Linked DNA regions of Drosophila melanogaster: region 1 is linked to region 2. A link is a contact called in public HiChIP or PLAC-seq data. All regions are on one chromosome and are shown on one strand. Each heading gives the region's core, a stretch centred on a gene start, on an enhancer-like site or on the middle of the called end of the contact. The rest is flanking DNA. Distances are from core to core; before and after follow the strand shown. Region 1 holds the start of CG43088. Region 2 holds the start of nmdyn-D6.

Region 1 (5,106 bases), core at 455-2,954, 120 kb after region 2:
TTAATGGGACATTTTGTAAGTAAATTGCATTAATTTCACAACTTGGCTGCGAACACAATCTACTCAAAAAGCTGAAAAAGAAAAAAAACAAAAAAAAAGAGACAACCAAATTGAATAGCAATGTGCCATTGATGATGGAACGATTTATGAGCTCCATCTACGAAGCCTCGATTACGATTGTGCGCAAACCGGTTGCGAATTCGATTTCGATATCGTTGAATTCCAAATCCTACCTCATGCTCAAATCAAAATGCAATTAAAAGCAGAGAATCGATCAGTTGCAGTGGGAAAATGGCATTAGCTTTGGATATTGGTCTGGCAATTGCCACTAGATCAAACGAGTTAGTTGGCTTGTCCGGTTGGCAGAGAGAACTAGCCAGATATTCAACTCAAGCATTCAAATTGAAAAGGATGCTACTTTGGTGCTCTTTTAGTTTTAGATTGATGAACAACGAAGGTGCGGTTCTACACACTAGCCATATATGCATTTTTATTTTCACGTTTTCTTGCCCAAAAACCACTTTAATAACCCAAAGACAGCCCTTTTAAAACGTAATCTCTCCCAATTTGTGTGTGGTGAGTGAAAGGTCTCGAAAACCCCATAAGTCGTGGAGCCCTTTTGCCGGAGATTTTCCACATTCAACATTTTGCACCTAATTGAAGAGCTTACAACTTAAATTGCCACTCGATGAACTCTGTGTTGTGGCTTTCCTTTTTGGAAAATCCTCCTCTTTCCTACTGCTGATCTACATTTCCCCCCCCCCCCCTCGGACTTAGTTTTCTAATCTTTATGCTCGAATGCTGGACGCAAAGCTTCTCTATTTTCCTCTTTATTTTCATGCTCGTTGTTTTATGTGCACATATGCAGACACACACATGCAGGCGGTAAATATGCAGGAGAATTTGTATTTTGCATACCCATTAGTTGCAGGACGGCGAGGTATCTGCGGTTATGCGTTAAGTACGTAACGGAATGAACGATATGAGAAATTTCATATTTTTATGGGGCAATCAAGTGCTGCCACTAAAAGTTAACTAGATACATAAATGGATTTAATATATCTATACTTTCTAATATTATTTTTACGCATTTTAGATTTACTTTATTTTAAAATTGTATTCTATCTGTTAGTAAGCGGCATCTGAAAGTCACCTTTTTTTATGTAGCTTCCGAATGATTTTTCGTATTGTGAATAGAGCAAACGGAAAAATGCAAAGTCAAACTGCTTAAAATGCAAAACTAAAAGCTATCTGCAGCTCCGTGTATGTGCGTGTATGCGAGCTAAGCGGCAAACAAAGGCTGTTGGAAAACATAGAAAACCCTTTTGCGAAACAAAGTGCAATTGCTGCGGAGCCAGAGGTCGGAAAAGCAAGCATCTGCATCTGCATCTGCATCTATTGACAAAGCATAAAAACTGTGCAAAATAAGCAGCATCCACCATGTACAACCACATTCACACTATGTTAGCTTTCCCCAGAATGCACCCATAATCCTTAAGCCTTTTTTCTATGGCGATGGGGAGTCAGTGGAGCTTTAAATTGTCACACCGCAGTTTTAACCCAGAAACATAAATATTATTGAGAGCGATTCGCGGTTGGATGGTGCAGAGGTTCTAAACGAAATTTAAATGTAAAAAAAAAAAAAGATCGACATTTTTTTCGATTTCGATTTCATTTTCAGCTGCTCCGGCTTTTGCTATCGGAATGTTTCGATTCTCGTCGTTCCTTGCTCCTCTGAAACAGCTGACATATTTCTTTACTGAAAAGTCTTTAACCACGTGCGAAAAAAAAATGGCTTATGTTATTCCAATTGCTTGTTTTGAAGCTAGGATAAGTGGGATACCGCTGAGCTTGAGAAAATCGATGCATTTGAAATGCAATACTTGTATTTTCAATATATCTGACCAAAGGTGAGACACATTTACAGATATAGAACATACCGCCTGTAACTTTGGATTTTTCAGCTTCGTTAAGTTCTATGCAATTGACAAGATTACGTTTAAAAAGATTTTAAAGGTGGTCAAGCCATATGTGCAAGTATCTGCATTGTCACACCCAATCCAATTGGCTGCTGTGTTTCGGTACTTGGTTACTGGTTGCTCTGAGCTTGCTGTGGCCCACGATTATCGTGTTAGAATTGAAAGCAGCATGCTCGCAAAGATTCTAAATAGATTTATTCCGTTGCTACAAAAGCTTCTCTGTCAGGCTACTATATCAATCCAAATGTCCAGGCAACAAATGCAGATATCATCTAAAAACTTCTGGGAAAAATATAAGCTACCAAAAGTAGTTGCCTGTTTGGTTGGAACTCATATTGGCATTAAGAAGCCTGCAAAGGATTGCTCTGATTTCCTTAATAAAAAGGGTTATTATAGCTTGAACGTCATGTTGGTAAGTACAATGTGTACATCTGTTATATCTGATATATAGAAATCATTAATTTCCCAAGGTTTGCAACGACAATATGGAGATCATCGCAAGTGATGCCACTTTCCCTGGGTCATGCCGTGATTCAGTTATATGGAACCGTTCCAGGGCCAGAGAATTATTGTCCGTCACCTTAAACGGACATTTTATTTTGGCGAACTCCAAATACTCGCAAGAGAGCTTCGTTTTAACTCCCTACAAGAACGCAGAGATTGGAACATATCAGCATACATTTAATTTAAGGCATGCTCAAGCCAGAAATATGGTCGAACAGACTATTGAAGTGCTTAAAAACCGTTTTCTTTGCCTGCAACGAGGCTTAAAATATGAGCCATCGTTTTGTTGCATGATTGTTAATGTATGCTGTGCTTTGCACAACCTATGTGGATCGCAAAATTTGACCATAACTGATGAATTTCAATTCGAAGGAGATGATAACGGACAACGTGAACGCGATGAAATTGCTCAATCGCTCTAAGTTTAAGCATTACCCATAAATGCACGGGTATAAAAACGAGATATTAATGTAGAGTATCCATTAATTGACAAATATAATAATAAACATTTCTTCATTACACCTCATTTTTCTCATTAATAGAAATCGGACTGTAAAGCTTCATATAGCGATTGCTATACAGGTATGATATTATTTATGAAAGAAAACAAGTTATTTTGTAACTTTCAAGGGAGTAACCATATTTTGCCGACATAAAGTGCATCCACCTCATATTGAATGCTCATTAAGTGTGGCACACTAAGTGCTTGCGTGGCGGGCGCGCTTATTGCCAAGGGTCAGAGGTCACACAGTCGTACATATCCTCTTCACATTCATACATATATGCTCGTATGTGTGCCAAAGCTAATTGAATTGATCCATGGCGCGCTTGTGAAGGAAATCCATTAGCCAAAATGGCGATACATCATCTTTAAAGAGCTCCAGAGCATAAAGAAAAGCAGTCAGTCTCACGTTTCCACCGAAGGATTTGGGTTACGTTACGCATACGTCGGGTGTGACAACTTTGTCGTTCATCGGTGCGCTTGTCTATCTTTATGCGGACAAACATAAAATGTATTTAACTTAATTTAGTTCGAGTTACTTTTAAAAAAGCTTTTAAAAGTAACAGCCAAACAGGGCAAGCACAGCAGTACAAAAAAGACGACCAAGTGAATATATAAAACACGAGCGAGCGAAACCAAAACAAAAACACTCGAAACAAAAAACTTTCGCCTGGCGGACAGGGCAAAACAACGAAAAAATTAAAATAACACAAAGTTATGGGGAAAAATCGGTGCGGAATATGTGGAAAATCCTGGCTAGTAGTGGTTGAACACGGACTGCTGAACGTTGAAGTTCATTAATATGCACATATGCAGATTAAATGATTAACCGTATAACGCACAGTTGAAAAGTTGCTGGTGGATTTTAAGATTTTCCATTTGCCCAGGCCAAAAGCACTCACAATGGAATATCCGGCAGTCCTAATGAGGGACGAGCACTAAGCTAGGAAATTCCAAAAGGACTATGACACATTCATTCGCTGTCGCATGCACTGCTAGAAAAGATGGCACACTAAGTAATAAATGCTGAAATAATCAAAATATCAAAATAATATATAATATTAACTCCGATAATGGAACGTTGATGTAGTTTGTAAGCAGTACTTCTTCAGTACCTTTATCATTATATACACTTGCCCCAGACATCTAAATGTATCAATGTTCTAATGTTAATATTCAAAACTTGAATTCACTTTGATGAGTTACAGTGAAAAGGATGATGGTATAAGCTTAAAGAAGAGCAACGCATATTTGCGTTTGCCAAGCTAAACTATCAGCTAATGAAAACCCAGCGGAAAACTCCATCCATGCCGTTTTCCTGGCCCACCACTCCATTCGAATCTTGGATATTTGCTTGCCAAACGGAAATACATCAAAATAAATTCAAAGGAGCAGGTAGTGGGCAAAAAATGCTTGGCAAAGCTAACGTCAAAAAGGAATAATGCAAATATGAGCATTTACAATGGAAAGGATGCGTATTTCGGGCGGAAGTGAATGAGGATATGAATGTGAGTGCGAGTGCGAGTGTGTTTGCGAATGCGGATGTTACAGTTGTGATGAGTTGCGGATATGAGAACACCAGTGGCCATTGGCAAATATGTATGCCTAAACAAATATTTGGCACACTTTTCCGCCCATCCTCTAGCCAATCTCCCCTTTAAAAGCCCAACACACACACAACCCTCTTCAACTCGAAGACCGAAAAAAGGGTTGAAAAGCGGCAGCGAAAATTTCTACCTGATGTCAAAAGTAATTAAATGAAATGCCAACAGCAGAAGGAAGCCGAAGAACAACAACGGACAGAAGATAAACACACTCAGCGAATTTTAGAAATGAAAGTTTCGAAATTTTCAAGTGGTTTCAAGTGGTTTAGAATTAGGGAGTTATTCGAAAAATAATTGTTTAAAAATCAAAAACATCGAGCTATTAAATGTTATAATCATCAACTTGGTTTCTAAAAACACTATTGAAAAATTTCCACCAGTGCACTTTGCATATAAGCACATTGGACCGACTAGAAAATGGTAGGAAAAGGCTAAACTAAGCTTCTGAGATGAGTGGAAACTGCATGAAGTGAGGTCCGAATATTCCAAGAAAATGCAAAGTCTTATGGGCAACTAC
Region 2 (4,749 bases), core at 1,697-4,196:
TCCTTGCAGGCCGGAACGAGTGGGTCGGGTGGCTTAAGCGGCGGCGGCGGCGGCGGTGGAAACCCCGAGGAGGCGCGTCGCATCTGGGTTGGGAATCTGGACTCACGGATCACCGAGTAAGTTGTGCCTGGCATATATGCAGTGCGATTCCATGGTGCTAATAGTTCAATTTGCATTGCCCCCTATCGGTTTCAACTCCTCAAACTGATGCAAAAATGCGGCGCCATCGAGAAGTTCGACATGCTGTTCCACAAGGGCGGTCCCATGGTGGGACAATCCAGGGGCTACGCCTTCGTCACCTTTGCGCAGGTGGGTGCAGTGCCTCATTGGCGGCAGGCGGTGCAGCGGCTTTAATCAAGAAAGGATCAAGGATTATTGTGCTTTTTAACTTGGCTATTTTGGTATTTAATCCTCAGTATTCTCAAGCTCATTTATGCAGTGCGGCGAACTCTGTATCTATACTCGCAGATGCACTAGCCTAAAAACGCAGCTATGTTATTTTTATATCTGTCACCCATACAGCAAAAGGGTACACGACTTGCAGAAAAGTATGTTCAAGAAGAAGGACTCTTTAAAATGCATATATACATCACTAACTATGTATATATATCATATAGATTCTATAGAATTTGTTATGTACAATGGTTTTCTACATCTTAGCTAGGAAAATACGCAAGCAACAACTTTAGAACATTGTCTAATAACCAGATATTAAGAATCAATTACATATGCTGAAAGTTATCTTTTAGGATTTGTCATTTTATAGTCAGCTTAAATATGTGGCTGCACCGCCTTGAATGATATTTATTACTTAGCTATTCCCACTCACCAATCCCAAAAATTCACTCCAGAACGAGGGAGCCACCAATGCGCTACTGAAACTGGACGGAACCAGCGTGGGAAATCGCTCGATAGCCGTGCGTTTGGCCAAGAACATTAAATATGTAAGCAAAGACCTTCGAGTCACCAAGCTAGCTATCCAAACTTCAAATCGATTCTGTTTCCTATATATATATAGGATGAAACGCAGAAGCCAAAGCCGCGCCTGGATATACCGGCCTTGGGCACAGGTAAACGCGAGGAGAAGGTCAGCAAAACGGAGGCCATTCGGGCCATTGAGGCCAAGCTGAAAATGTTGGAGCGCCAGACAGACGACAATCTCGAGCTGAATACAGCGGGCAGGGGCGAGGCCAACGTGCCCTTCATCCAGCGCTATCAGTTTAACAAGGATCGCGACGGTTCGCAGCGCTACGGAAAGTCATCGGCTCCATATCATCACCAGCAGCGTCCCAAGCGCCACTAGGCTCAATCGACCCACACTCGACTTTGCCACCGTCTCACGCATTAGTCTGTAAAAATCATTAGTACTTAGGGCGCTACCTCAGCAGACGAGCCTTGCAGGTGTAATTTACAATTAATTTATTAAAAAAAAAGGTACAATCAGAGCGAACGTCTATTTGGGTGCGAACAAGATCTTGCCGCGCATGTGATCGGGCAGCGGCACGGTTCCGGGACAGGGCACCTGGCCGGGGATCTCGCAGATGCAGTGCCTGCCGCATCCGTAGCCAAAGTTGGCCGGATTGTCCTTGCTCTCCTTTAGGCGCTCCTCTGCGTCCAGTTGCTCCCTGAAATTATGGAATAGGATGTGTATTAAGTTATAGCTTATGATGCTGAAAAGGTATCAGAACTGAGCTAGCTTCTTCTTAACTCCCAACTCATAGTTCTACAAAATGTGATACACGAATAGAATCTTGATGTGTGTTCTCACCGGGTTTTGCCCACCACCTTAACCAGGTGATCGATGATGTCGTTCCGATTCCGACTGTCCAAATCTATAAGCATATCGCGTCCATCGTCGAAGTAGCAGCGCACAAACGGCGAGGGCGTCATGTTCTTCAGCGTGAGCACCTGGACCTCGGGATTCTTGAACTGGATCTGCGGTATGTTCCAGAAAACAAAGTCCCTGTGCGCATTGCATTTATTAGCGTATATTTCAGTTATTAGACAATTCTATGCCATAACTTACCGAGCGCCCGCGTGATGAGCACCATATGTGTTGTAGTTCACGCTGAAAATGCGCACCTTGTCCTTCAGCACCAGCTTACCGGCATTCAGATACTTCAGGGTGCGGCGGATGGGCTCACGGCCCTTCATGAACGGCATTTTGCACTTTTAATTCAAATACGCCTAAGTAAAACAAAAGAAATCCAATAAAAGAGCGGCTGCTTGTGTAATGCGAACAGCTGATCGGTCGGCTAGTGGCTCCCACAAGGCGCAAGCGGAACTATCGATATAAGCGCGGTATCGATGCAGACCAGAAATGTTTCCACTTAAAAGAAAAAATACGAATATTTATATGTTTTTATATGGGCGTGGCAGTTTTGGGTGGTTTGTAGACGTAATAAAGAGACATCAGGAAGAAACCTGAGCTGCTTGCATAATCTTAACTTTCCAGCATTTGCTCTGACGAGCGTTAGAGTGGGTGTGGTAACATTTGGAAACAAACTTGCGTCTACGTCTCTAGAAGCTGCATGCTTCATCTCAATATTCTAGCTTTTATAGTTCCTGAGATCGAGGCGTTCATACGGACAAATGGACAGACGGACAGGGTCGGAACAACTCGGCTATTGATCCTGATCAAGAATATATATACTATACATACGGAAACACTTCCTTCTGCCACTTACATACTTTTCAACGAATTTAAAATACCCTTTACTCCACGCGTAACGGGTCTAAAAATGGGTAGAACTATTATTGACTAACATAATTAGAAAACGCGTTAAATCTTCAATCTTACATTTTTTAAATTAAAAAAAAATTTTTTTTTTTGAGCATGGTCTAAAAAAGATAAATGCTTGCTTATATTTCATTTCAGTGGAGTACGTCTATTAAATGAAACAACACTTTCGATTTCTCTGGTCATATATCGATAGATCCGTTAAGCCGAACCGGCTGGCTAATTTGTTTACCTCTTAAACTTAAACTTTAAAGCTTCTTATTCTACCACAATCAGCAGGACATGGAAATAACACTCGCTCTGATAAAGCCGCACGTGCTGCGGAATACCTATGCAATGCAGCAGATCCGAGCCCTGATCTCCCAGAACTTCACCATTCTTGACCAGAAGGAGGTTTGCATTACGAAAGAACTATCTGAGCGATTTTACGCGGAGCATAAGGGAAAATTCTTCTACCACCGACTAACCAGTTTTATGAACAGGTTCGTATAGTGCCTGGGCACATCCTTAAATCCTAAGCCACTTAGTTGGTATAACCATTTGGTATATCTTCTTCAGCGGACCCAGCTACGCCCTGATTCTCCAGTCGGAAACCTGCATCCAGAAGTGGCGCAGTCTTCTGGGTCCCACCAAGGTGTTCCGTGCCGTGTACAGTGATCCCAACTGCATCCGGGCATTGTACGGAATATCCGACACTCGCAACGCCTGCCATGGATCCGACAGCGAGGCATCCGCCCTCCGCGAGATCAGCATCCTGTTCCCGGAGTTTGACGCGGCTGTTGGGAGTCGCCAGGCGAAAAGGGAGGAGGCGTAGTCGAGGAGTTCTTGATCCTTAGATTGATCAAGATGTCTACTACCAAAGCAGTTCATGAAAAATGTTTACATGTTGTTCAAGTAGCTATTGGAATTGTCCTAATTTATGTTTCTTATTTTTAATGCCTGGCATTTTTAGATTAGTATTTAGGCTAGACTAGAATGTTGTCATATGGTATGCTTTAAAAGTAATTGAAGTTTATGATACTTTTTGTGACTAGTGTACTAATATGTTTATATATTTATATATATATATTAGCAAAACAAAAACTATACTTCTTGTTGATAACTAATAAGAATTAGATGATTAAGGAATTTGGCAATGTTCTTTCGAAAGAAAAATCGCTGTAATAAAAGAAGTCAATTGAAAAGTTAATTTTTTATGAAGTTACTAACAACACCCTGCCGTAGATGGAACTATGGCAATTAACTTGAGATAACAGCGACATGTGTTTCAAAAACTTTATTTCGTCAATTTCCGGTTTACATAATACAATTCTTTTGTTATTAGGTGGTAGGTACATGTATAGATAGAGATTTTCTTTTCGATTTGCTCTGGTTTCCGTTTAGCTCATTGTAAATAGTTGGTAATAAAATTATAAAATTTATAAACTTAACAAATTATATAAATATATATATATTTATGTGTGGGTAAGTTCTGTAGTACGCCTATAAATAGGTAAAGATATAAATGTTTTGTATATCGGTTCAGACAATTGAGAAGCATAGCAAGAAATTCAAAAACGGGAAATATGTCATTAAAAAACTTCAAAATTCTTGTATTTTGTTTGCGAGCGAGACGGCACCTGCGCACCTGCTGTCTTTTTCTAACTCGTGTGCGACGAGTCCTTCACGAATAACAGAAAACTAATGTAAAGAAAAAAAAATGGCATTTTATGTATTTATAATAATAATAATAAAGTATAACCGTCTCTCTAAATCTAGTTCTAGTTTTGGTTGCAACGATTTGTCAAAGCAGACACAAGTCGCAAAAAAATGTATTTAACAAGTATCCATAGTAGTATTTACGTTTGCTTCGCTTTCTTTTATTTTTATTTGTTTTTTTTTCTATTTTTTTGTTTGAATTTTCTCATTGTTTGTTTTCTTTACCTTACTTTTGGTATCAATTACAAATCTTTAATGCCTATTTGCAGTCCTACGAATTTCACACGCGATCCCCGACCGCCAGGTGGCGC

The links. HiChIP or PLAC-seq counts read pairs in DNA pulled down with a chosen protein or histone mark.
Region 1: an H3K27ac HiChIP or PLAC-seq map of the Kc167 cell line shows a contact between it and region 2, with 3 times the contacts expected there. The contact joins the promoter of CG43088 here to the promoter of nmdyn-D6 in region 2. A contact is called at or near these places in 3 of 107 Hi-C or Micro-C datasets (the Clone 8 cell line, the S2 cell line and cellular blastoderm embryo) and 1 of 6 datasets of contacts at active chromatin or transcription factors (the Kc167 cell line).

Annotation. Positions count from the first base shown.
Region 1 is chrX:14,700,654-14,705,759 of dm6, forward strand. CG43088 reads left to right here and starts at 1,705. Exons shown (of 3, transcript NM_001258741.2): 1 at 1,705-1,910; 2 at 1,965-2,391; 3 at 2,450-3,001. The coding sequence starts at 1,705. The coding sequence ends at 2,905. The region is part of intron 3 of NetB (Netrin-B); the gene reads right to left.
Region 2 is chrX:14,580,731-14,585,479 of dm6, forward strand. It overlaps nmdyn-D6, which reads left to right and starts at 2,947. Exons shown (of 2, transcript NM_132737.2): 1 at 2,947-3,222; 2 at 3,299-3,886. The coding sequence starts at 3,023. The coding sequence ends at 3,554. mRpS25 (mitochondrial ribosomal protein S25) reads right to left here and starts at 2,252. Exons shown (of 3, transcript NM_078598.2): 1 at 2,027-2,252; 2 at 1,769-1,963; 3 at 1,406-1,625. The coding sequence starts at 2,163. The coding sequence ends at 1,454. It overlaps sbm (sobremesa), which reads right to left. Exons shown (of 9, transcript NM_132738.2): 9 at 4,003-4,749. CG14414 reads left to right here. Exons shown (of 4, transcript NM_176729.3): 1 at 1-116; 2 at 235-309; 3 at 852-944; 4 at 1,019-1,444. The coding sequence starts at 241. The coding sequence ends at 1,303.